2 separate regions of the Mus musculus genome follow, and region 2 is linked to region 1. The links are chromatin contacts, called in public HiChIP or PLAC-seq maps. All regions are on one chromosome and are shown on one strand. The core of a region is the stretch at or near the end of the contact, and the rest is flanking DNA. Distances in the headings are between cores, read along the strand shown.

Region 1 (4,563 bases), core at 1,142-3,641:
CTTTTATCATGATGGGACAATTACCAGAAAGTCTGATTGCTCAGAAGTCCCTAGTCAATAAAGAGAGGGGAATTATGGAATCATAGCAAACAAATGAGTAGGAAAGAAATGACTTATTAAGAAACTTTGAGGTCAATAGGAGAAAATATGACTGAATATAACTTAAATGTTTTTAAGCTCATGTAAGAATTTTGGAGATGTAAAAGTTTCCAGACTTGTTAAATTGCCAGTATCACTAACTGCCAAGGATTTTATAGGCTCCAGTGGTTCTATTAGCACCTTGGTTCAACGAGGTTACTTGTGACCTCCAGATGGAAGAAACAACTGTATACATCATCTCTTCACGTTGCCATTTCTTGTTGGATGATGTGTCCTACTTTGTCTTAAGGAAAGGGAATCTTTCCATAAGTACATCTAGCAGACTTTGCTCATACCCTAGAAGAGACACTGCCCTCCCATAATCATTAGGCTGAGTGTCTCCAATTTGCTCCAAACTTTCCATCTCAGATTCATGAAGTCTTTAACTATTGGTAGGTCTCAGGCAATGCGTGTGTTCAGAAATGAGTCTTGGCTTGATTCAAGCTGGAGTATTAGAAGAATTTCTGGCAGTAAGATAAAAGCAAGAATTCCTCAGGAACTTGTAAATTGGTTCCAATCCACCAAAGAGTCATTGCCTCTGCCTCTAGCAGAAGAGATATATGGCTCTCCACCAACCTATACCTGTGGCTTCATATCAGAACCCATGTTGTCCCCCATGTTCTCTCAGTCCCTATTCACAAGTACCCGTTATATATTTCAAATCCCCGACAGGTAGCCTCCTGACTCTTCTCCCTTACCCCACTCCCCTTGCACTATGCTACCCCAGGCTGAACCAAATCCTCTCTCAAGGTTTTTATCTGCCTGCTCCGTCCCCATCCCCACTACTTTCTCTCACAGACAGTCCTGGCCATGTCCAGTCTGCTCTTCTCTTTGCTCTGGACTCTTCCAGGTGCCTCTGGATTTTTTTTCTCTTACACATTAAAAAAACTTCCCAATTAACTATGGAGAAACGGTTTCAGTGGTTTCTTTAGTGAGACCCTTGCACATACAGCTGAATTCTTGGTATCTTCAAGTCAAGCCATGTGGTAAGTGTCCTCGGCTCTGAAGGGAAAAGCTTCTCCTACAGAAGTTCTGCTCCAGCTCCTGGGAAAGTTTCCCCAATTCAGGTAGAACAGCTCTGCTCAGGCCAAGGGAAGTTTCCCCTATGAAAGTGTTACAGCTCTGCTCAGAAAGGTATCCTGACAGTCGGGAGCCAAGGAGACCACAAAGTCACATAGCACAACAAACCTCACACAAGAGACTTGTTGGGAGGGAAAAACCCAGGAGGAGGGGCTGCCACTGCTCAGGAGAGAAGCAGCAGAGAACTGGGTAGAATGCAGGCTTTATATAGGATTTCCTGGGGGGAGGATTTCTAGGGTGGTCTGAGATTGGACAAATTATGTAGCCTGATCTTCTTTGGGCCAAGCTCAGGGATTGGTGTTTTTTTTTTTTTTTTTTTTTTTTTACTTGTATGGCTAGACCTGGCCACTCTCCAGCCATTAGAAAACTGCTCTTTGGGAAGTCTTGGGGTAGGGTCTAGCCATAGGAGTTCCTCTAAGGGCCTGGCCACTTGTATGTCATGAGGGTTCACAAAGGGAGTCCACAGTTGCCTCTTGCGTTGGTGTGAATAACCAACAAGTTAAGTGATATGGAAAAAATAAGTCACTGTAACTGTGTAGTAAGTATAGCAATGACAACCTACCATACATGTGTATTTCTTCTCACTACAAATATGCATATGCACACGCACACGCAAATATGATGTATGTAGACTGTACAGACTGTTTTACTAAAAGCCCTGTATGGATGAAAATGCATCTATACAAGAATCCCCTCTGGAACAGGTGCAAGCCCCTCAAGGCACACAAGTCCCACCTCTGAGGAACTCCAACTGCCAGGTTCCTACCCACAGAACACTAACTGCCCTAGTGGCCAGAACCAGCCCCTGCCCCAAAGAGTATAAAGTCCAAGCTCAGGACTTGAAATCCCACCAATCCCTGAGCTTTCCCCATGCCTGGGATTTGAAATCCCACCAATCTCCGCCCTAAAAAGCTCCTCCCCACTTCTCCCAAGAAGCACTATATAAACCATCTCTTCTGCTCAGTTCCTGCTGCCTCTCCCTCAAGCAGATGCAGCCACCCTCCTGGGTTCCCCTCCCTTCTAATAAATCTCTTGTGTGAGGACTGTTGTGTGGTGTGACTTTGTGGTATTCCTTGGCTCTGGACTACCAGGACACCTTTCCTCTTGGAGCTGTAACACATCAGGGACTTTGTTTAACAATGATAACAAGTTGCCTGCAAAACAAAGGAATGAAACCTAACAAATCTCCAGTGCTTCCAACAAGTGTTTACTGAATGCCTGCTGTTTCCCAAACAGGCTTGGTTCCAGGCACTAGAGACAAAACAAAATTCCTTCCCTCAATGAGATAATATTCTAGCTGGACAGACAGACAGACAATAGACAAAAAGATAAACATTTACATTTACATTGGATGTGGTAAGTGCTAAGGCAGATAATGATGTTGAATAAAGAGAAGAAGAAAGAATGTGGAGCCAGTCTCTATTTCATTTGTGGCCTCCATAGTAGAAATACAAACACACTAGAAAAGAGGATGAATGGGGTTTTGTGGGCAGGGATCCAGCATGAGCCAGCTGAAAGGAGGATATCTGGCAATAAGGCAAAGGTGGGCATGGTACAGATGTTGTACAGGGACTTAGTGGCGGTGATAAGAACTATTACACCAATTTGAGATGGGACATGGTTGGTGGGGGGGTTCACCATCTGTGAGGAATGATCTAGGAAATTTGTAAGTGGGGATGTCTCTTAAGTAATAAAGTACAAGGACGAAAAGAACATGATGCTGGATCAGGAATCTGGCCTTCATAAAGTCCGTGCCTCTGTCTTTATCTGTGTTGAATGCAGAGTCTTGGTAGGAGTCAACCATTTTGTGCATCAAGCAAAAACAACAAATGAAGCCTTTTTGTTGTCTTTCACAAACCCCATGACCCATAAGCCAGAACCACCCACCACTCTGGAAGTTGAGAATGGCTAATACTGTACTAGCTCCCCTTGCATCTCAGACCTGGCTTCACAAACAAGACAAGCCTTTCTCCACAGTACGAGAAGGAGGATGGTGACCTGGGAAGAAGTATTATGTATTTCCCATCCTTCTGAGGACTGGAGTGACAGCAGTGGGACAGAAGTGGCAAGGGTTCTGTTCTACACTAGCATGTTATATGTGGTTGTAGTGGTTATGTTCTGGGGCTTATACCCAACCTCCAGCTTCATTCAGTCCAATGTTCTGACTTCCTATTCTCTCTCTCTCTCTCTCTCTCTCTCTCTCTCTCTCTCTCTCTCTCTCTCTCTCTCCTCTCATATCCAAAATTGGTTTTGAACACCGCATTATTCTGGTTTACCTCTGGAACCCTTCCCTTCTTCTCTGGTCTGACTTGATCTCCTTCTCACTGTAAGAGCTCCTGAAACTACAGCTAGTGTACTGTAATTGTGTATAAGCCTAGATGCCATTAGCACTGTCACTCTATGAAGATGAGAGGAAGGGATCTGAGGTCATGAGGTCATATCGACTCACAGTAAATGCATTTTAGCTAAGTAGGTGAAATAAACAGGCAGTATCGTCTGTGTCTGAATTTATGCTGGCTAGCTCAGGCTCCTTTATGATTAAACAGGCATGCTGAAATGGCCAGAGTCTAATGGTCTCAGTTTTGTTTTGTTTTTAAATTGGGGAGAGATAGGGTTTAATAAATAATGCAAGAGATAGATTTAGTAAATAATGGTACCTTCCTTATATAGAACACATCTGCAGCATGCATAAGGTTTTCACAACATCTCAGTGATTTCTTGGAACAATTTGAAGGGCCAGGTAGATGTCTCAGTTGATAAGGTGCTTGCATTGGAAGCATGAAGACCCAAGTTTAGATCTCTAGCTCCATGTTAAAGCTGGGCACCATAGTAGTGTCTATCGCACCAGCTCTGAGGGAAGATGGAGACAGGCAGATCTCCAAAGCTCACTGGCCAGTCAGTTAGTGAGCTCCATGCTCAATTCTGTCTCACATAATAACAATAACAATTATGTGAAGAAATGGAGGAAAGCACCTAGAATTTGCATCTGGTATCCATATACAAACAGATGTATACAGTGATAGAGGGAGAGAGGAAGAGAGGGAGAGAGGGAGAGAGAGAGAGAGGGAGAGGGGGAGAGAGGGAGAGGGGGAGAGAGGGAGAGAGCGAGAGATCCTTTCAACCCACAGTCTTTCCATTCTCATCATCCCTGAGATCAGGTCTTGGTTCTGTAGCCCCAGGGCTTTGTGTGTACTAAAACTGCATGTAGACGACTGCTTTTTCAGATTAGTAGGTCAGAGGATGCAGAAACCAACAATGAACTGAAATGATAGAAGAAGCCGATGGAACTCACAGCTGGTGCTACTACGTTTCTTAACTATTCATGAAGTTTGCAACTTGAGGGTT
Region 2 (4,563 bases), core at 1,500-3,999, 110 kb after region 1:
CCAGGATGCCCACGAGAGGGGTGTGGCCAGTTCTGTCCAGCCCCCAGACATCAATACATCCCCAGATGGCAGCCCAGACCAGAGACTGATACCTGGTCTTTGGTGATAACATACCCTTGCCGCTGTAGAGCCATGGACCCAGCCACAGCCCTTGGTAGCAGTACAAGCCAGGAACTCATGTTCTTAGGTGGCGTCACTGGCTACTTACATCAGGATGTTCCTCAACACCCTCAAGTGTCCAGTTCTGCCTCTCTCCATTGTTCCCACATCCTTCTGTTTCTCTTTCTCTTCCATTTCTTCACCACTTATGTGCTTCACTTAGTTGCTCTCCAGGGTCTCTGTGTATCTGGGGTCGACTCAGGAGTGGTCTCAGGAGTGCTATGCCCCACACCTGCATTATGACACTGGGCAGGATTCATCTTGTGCACGGTCTGTTCTCAGCCCCAGACCTGCAATGCACTGGTGGTCATCTCAGGCTTGCTTCGTTCAGGGAATGGTAGGTCACTATTCATTCAGATGTTCACAGGTCAGAACACTGAGCATAGACACACCATTTCTCCTCTTGACACACTTCTGACACAGCTGCCACACCTGCCACCTACTGACACACTTGTGACACAGCTGCTACAACTGCAACTCCCCTAGGAGCAGAAAGAGCATTCTTAGAGCAACACAAAATAGACTGAGATGCCGGGCATGGTGGCACATGCCTTTAATCCCAGCACTCAGGAGGCAGGGGCAGGCGGATTTCTGAGTTCGAGGCCAGCCTGGTCTACAAAGTGAGTTCCAGGACAGCCAGGGCTATACAGAGGAACCCTGTCTCGACAAAACCAAAAAAAAACAAAAAAAAACAAAACAAAAAAAAAAAACAAAAAAACAACAACAACAAAAAAACAAAATAGACTGAGAAACACACTCTTTCAAGTAAATGAGTAAATAAATATAGTAAATGTGGGCATCTGTACAAACTCACAGCCCAGAGTGATTACTATGTTAACGTCATCTCAGAGATGAGTGTGAGACCCACAGGAAAGATGACAAAGGGGAACATTTGTGGTCCATTCTACCTGTCTCACATTGTCTCAATACTCTACATTAAGGATATATAAGTCATCTACTTGTTTAACAGCTTTGAGATTTCCTACAGAATTATAGCATGAAATGGGATGTAGTATAGTCTTTGGTTATACATAACGATGTTTCTATTTGGTAAATACCAAAGTATAACAGAATAAACCAGATACGTATGAATATGCATTTGTAAAACCTAACTTTGTAAAACTCCTGAGAATTTGTAACAAAGCTTGTGGGACAGTTGAGCAGATTTGACACATGGTAGAAAACACATTGTTCCATTTTATTCATATTCAGTCTAGGGTCTGTGGAATTCACTTCCTCCATGTAGTGTGGTTATTACACACAGCCTGGCCCTCAGAATGCTTGAGTTAAGGCAAAAGTCAAATTTCAAAAAAAAAAATAAATAAAAGTTTAAAAAATATTTAAATAAGAATTCTAACCAATCTTGATGATGGACACTAGTAATTTAGCTACTTGGGAGGCAGGGGGCTCAAATTTAAACCTTGGATGGGCTACATAGCTAGTTCAAAACCAGCCTAGGCTAACTAGTAAAATGCTATATCAATTTTTAAAACTTTAAGAGCACTGTCCTAGCATGATCCAGACCCCAGTATGAGAGAGACAGAGACAGAGACAGAGGACTAGCAAGCATTACAAATAATAGTTTGTTGTGCCCACCTCGGCCGGCAAGGAAGACACAACACGGTTGGATTCTTCTCAACAGCCTTTATTGCAAGAACGCCTGCTACGGGGACCCCGGGCACCCCGGGAACCCAGGGAAGTCTGCTTATATCCTCTCAGCTCCCCATCCACTCACGGCAGGCCACGCCACCTCACCAGGCACACAGCTTCAGCCAATCAGGGCGGCAGGGGCACATCTCCACTAAATATGGACTTGTTTACACTGCCAGCATCATGGTGCACCTGCGCAGCTCTCTTTAAATAGCTGAATTAAACAGATGTAGAGACCCTCTTATCTGGGTGCAACATCAATTAATTAATTAATTAATTAATTAATTAATTAATTGTAAAATAGAAGGAAAAGAATTTAAGATGTGAAAATTTAAGAGATGGTCGTGGCTTATTTTCAGGTGTATGAGGAAGTCAGGTGCAAGTCATAAGACTTAGCTGCAGTCCTGGGCGCCATCTTGGGACTGCTGCCACACCCACTCCTCACAACAGTTCACTTCAACATTGCATAGTTCTGAGTTAAAGTTTATGATGCCACATTTTCCTTTTAAGCTTCAGTGCCCTCTTGTATAAAAATATGTTTTTCTAAGTCAAACTAAGACTATAAAGGTTAAAGCATTGCTAACATATACATTTAACCTACTCCTCTTGGCATAATCTACTGTGTTGCCTTTGAAAGCAAGCTAGAAGTCTGGGGAAAATAAAAAAACAAGACGGGTGGTGGTGGCGCATGCCTTTAATCCCAGCACTCGGGAGGCAGAGGCAGGCGGATTTCTGAGTTCAAGGCCAGCCTGGTCTACAGAGTGCGTTCCAGGACAGCCAGGACTACACAGAGAAACCCTGTCTCAAAAACCAAAAAAAAAAAAAAAAAAAAAAAAAAAAAAAAAAATCAAAAAACAAGATTGTCAGACATGAAGCCAACAAGTGAGCTTGGAGCCCAACAAAAGTGGAATGTCTGGAATGTCTTTCCAAACAAGCATGAACATTATCCACAACACATTGTTTGCTTCTGAATCATGATTAGATATCCTGACACTAGGACTCAAAATCACACAGTGGTCCTGGGCTCTAACAAGCCAGAGGTAGGTTGTTTTAACCTCAGAAGCACTAATCTCTAATCAAGTGAAATAAGAATTTAAGACTTCAGATCCACTGCATCTACAATAAGGTATATCTATAAGAACACAGATTCTCATGCAGTATCTTGGGTTTTTAGTAACATAATGAAAGTAATAATTAGAAAGAAGGAAAAGGGGAGAGGCATCTCTAAGACGTACCAGAGATCTGGGATGGGAGAGGCTCCAGAGAGTCTATCTGATTGTAGCTGAGACTCCTAGCAGTGGGGGATATGGAGCCTGAGGTGGGCACCTCCTGTAGCCAGGCAGGACTCCCAGTGGAGGGATAAGGACACCAACCCACCCACAGAACCTTCTACCTAAAATGTGTCCTGCCTACAAGATGTGCAGGGGCAAAGATGTCACAGAGCCTCAACCAATGACTGGCGCAACTTGAGACTCATCCCATGGACAAGAACCAATCCCTGACACTATTAATAATACTGTTATGCTGGTAGACAAGATCCTAGCATAACTGTCCTCTAAGAGGTTCCACACAACAGCTGAATTAAACAGATGTAGAGACCCTCTTATCTGGGTGCAACATTAATTAATTAATTAATTAATTAATTAATTGTAAAATAGAAGGAAAAGAATTTAAGACGTGAAAATTTAAATTTATGAGTGACACAAAGCATAGGACAAAGGATGAAAGGCTTTTGATATGAAAGAGAACAAGCCAAGCATCAAGAGGAAAAAAGAAATGATGATTTCTGGAAAGTAGGAGTATTTTTAAGTGTTAAATAATCTAAGCAATACATTCACCCCAGAAAATATCATCTAAAAGCATTGCTTTGGATCGACAAATCTGACCAGTTTGTGATTTATATCAGCCCACCCATCCATCCTTCTGCAGAGCCCTGAACAACATCACCATGTGGGCTATAGAATGTCATACCAAGGTAACGGACAGAGAATTTCTCCTTGAAAGGACAATGGGTTTGGGATGCTTGCCTCTTCTAAACTGTGACGGTAGAGCCATGTTGCCAGGGAGACCAAGTGGTATCAAGGACAACCTCTCATTAGTAGCCTGCATAAAAGACTCTTGTGTCAAGAGGACTGTGCTGCCAGCATCAATAATTCCCTAGAGGCGATCTGAGTATGAATTACCACCGTTGAGAGTTTTTCATAGCACATTTTAAAGCAGTCTAGACCCCATTTTCATACATGTAAGTCTGTCCTCTGTAGTCAGTGCTGCTGAAGGAAAATGTCCCATGCTTTCTTGGTTTCCACACAGAGGGATCTTACCCAAGTCTCATTTCATTACTTATTCTCTTGTCCCATGGGGAACTGGAAGCACTTAACTGATTGGTAAATTTGGAAAGTGTAGCTGTGTGCTCCCACCATACTTTCGCACAGAGAAAGCTTGCCCTTACAGAGTATGTCTGCAGACCTTACAAAGCTGCTTGTCTTACAAGCACAAAGCTCAGTGCTCAGAACCCACACTAGAAAACATCTATATATAAAGGCATTTCACACATTTGGGCATTGCCTCAGCTGACAGAGAGTAAACATTTCTTAGACATTATCAAATTATATTTTTTTGAGAATGGGGTGAGGGAGGGAAATGAAGGTGCCATTAGTTAAAACTACCCTCAGATACCTAAGGTATTATTATAATACCTTATATAATTATTATAATATGGTGGGTTTAACTCTAGCCCAAATACTACATAATTGA

What was found. HiChIP or PLAC-seq counts read pairs in DNA pulled down with a chosen protein or histone mark.
Region 2: a contact with region 1 is called in an H3K27ac HiChIP or PLAC-seq map of extraembryonic endoderm stem cells, with 2.6 times the contacts expected there. The contact joins two enhancer-like sites. A contact is called at or near these places in 2 of 39 promoter capture datasets (both in embryonic stem cells), 2 of 484 Hi-C or Micro-C datasets (embryonic stem cells and nephron progenitors) and 3 of 115 datasets of contacts at active chromatin or transcription factors (embryonic stem cells, extraembryonic endoderm stem cells and neural progenitor cells).

Annotation. Positions count from the first base shown.
Region 1 is chr8:60,698,775-60,703,337 of GRCm38.p6, forward strand. No RefSeq gene overlaps it. Among named protein-coding and RNA genes, the nearest start is that of Gm45650, 18 kb to the right of the region's middle. Within about 2 kb of position 2,392, at least 5 of the 459 cell types and tissues checked have an H3K27ac peak or open chromatin away from gene starts, as enhancers often do. A contact at or near this core is called in extraembryonic endoderm stem cells, where this site is marked.
Region 2 is chr8:60,807,247-60,811,809 of GRCm38.p6, forward strand. It overlaps the pseudogene Gm23329. Among named protein-coding and RNA genes, the nearest start is that of Hpf1, 81 kb to the right of the region's middle. Within about 2 kb of position 2,750, at least 3 of the 459 cell types and tissues checked have an H3K27ac peak or open chromatin away from gene starts, as enhancers often do. A contact at or near this core is called in extraembryonic endoderm stem cells, where this site is marked.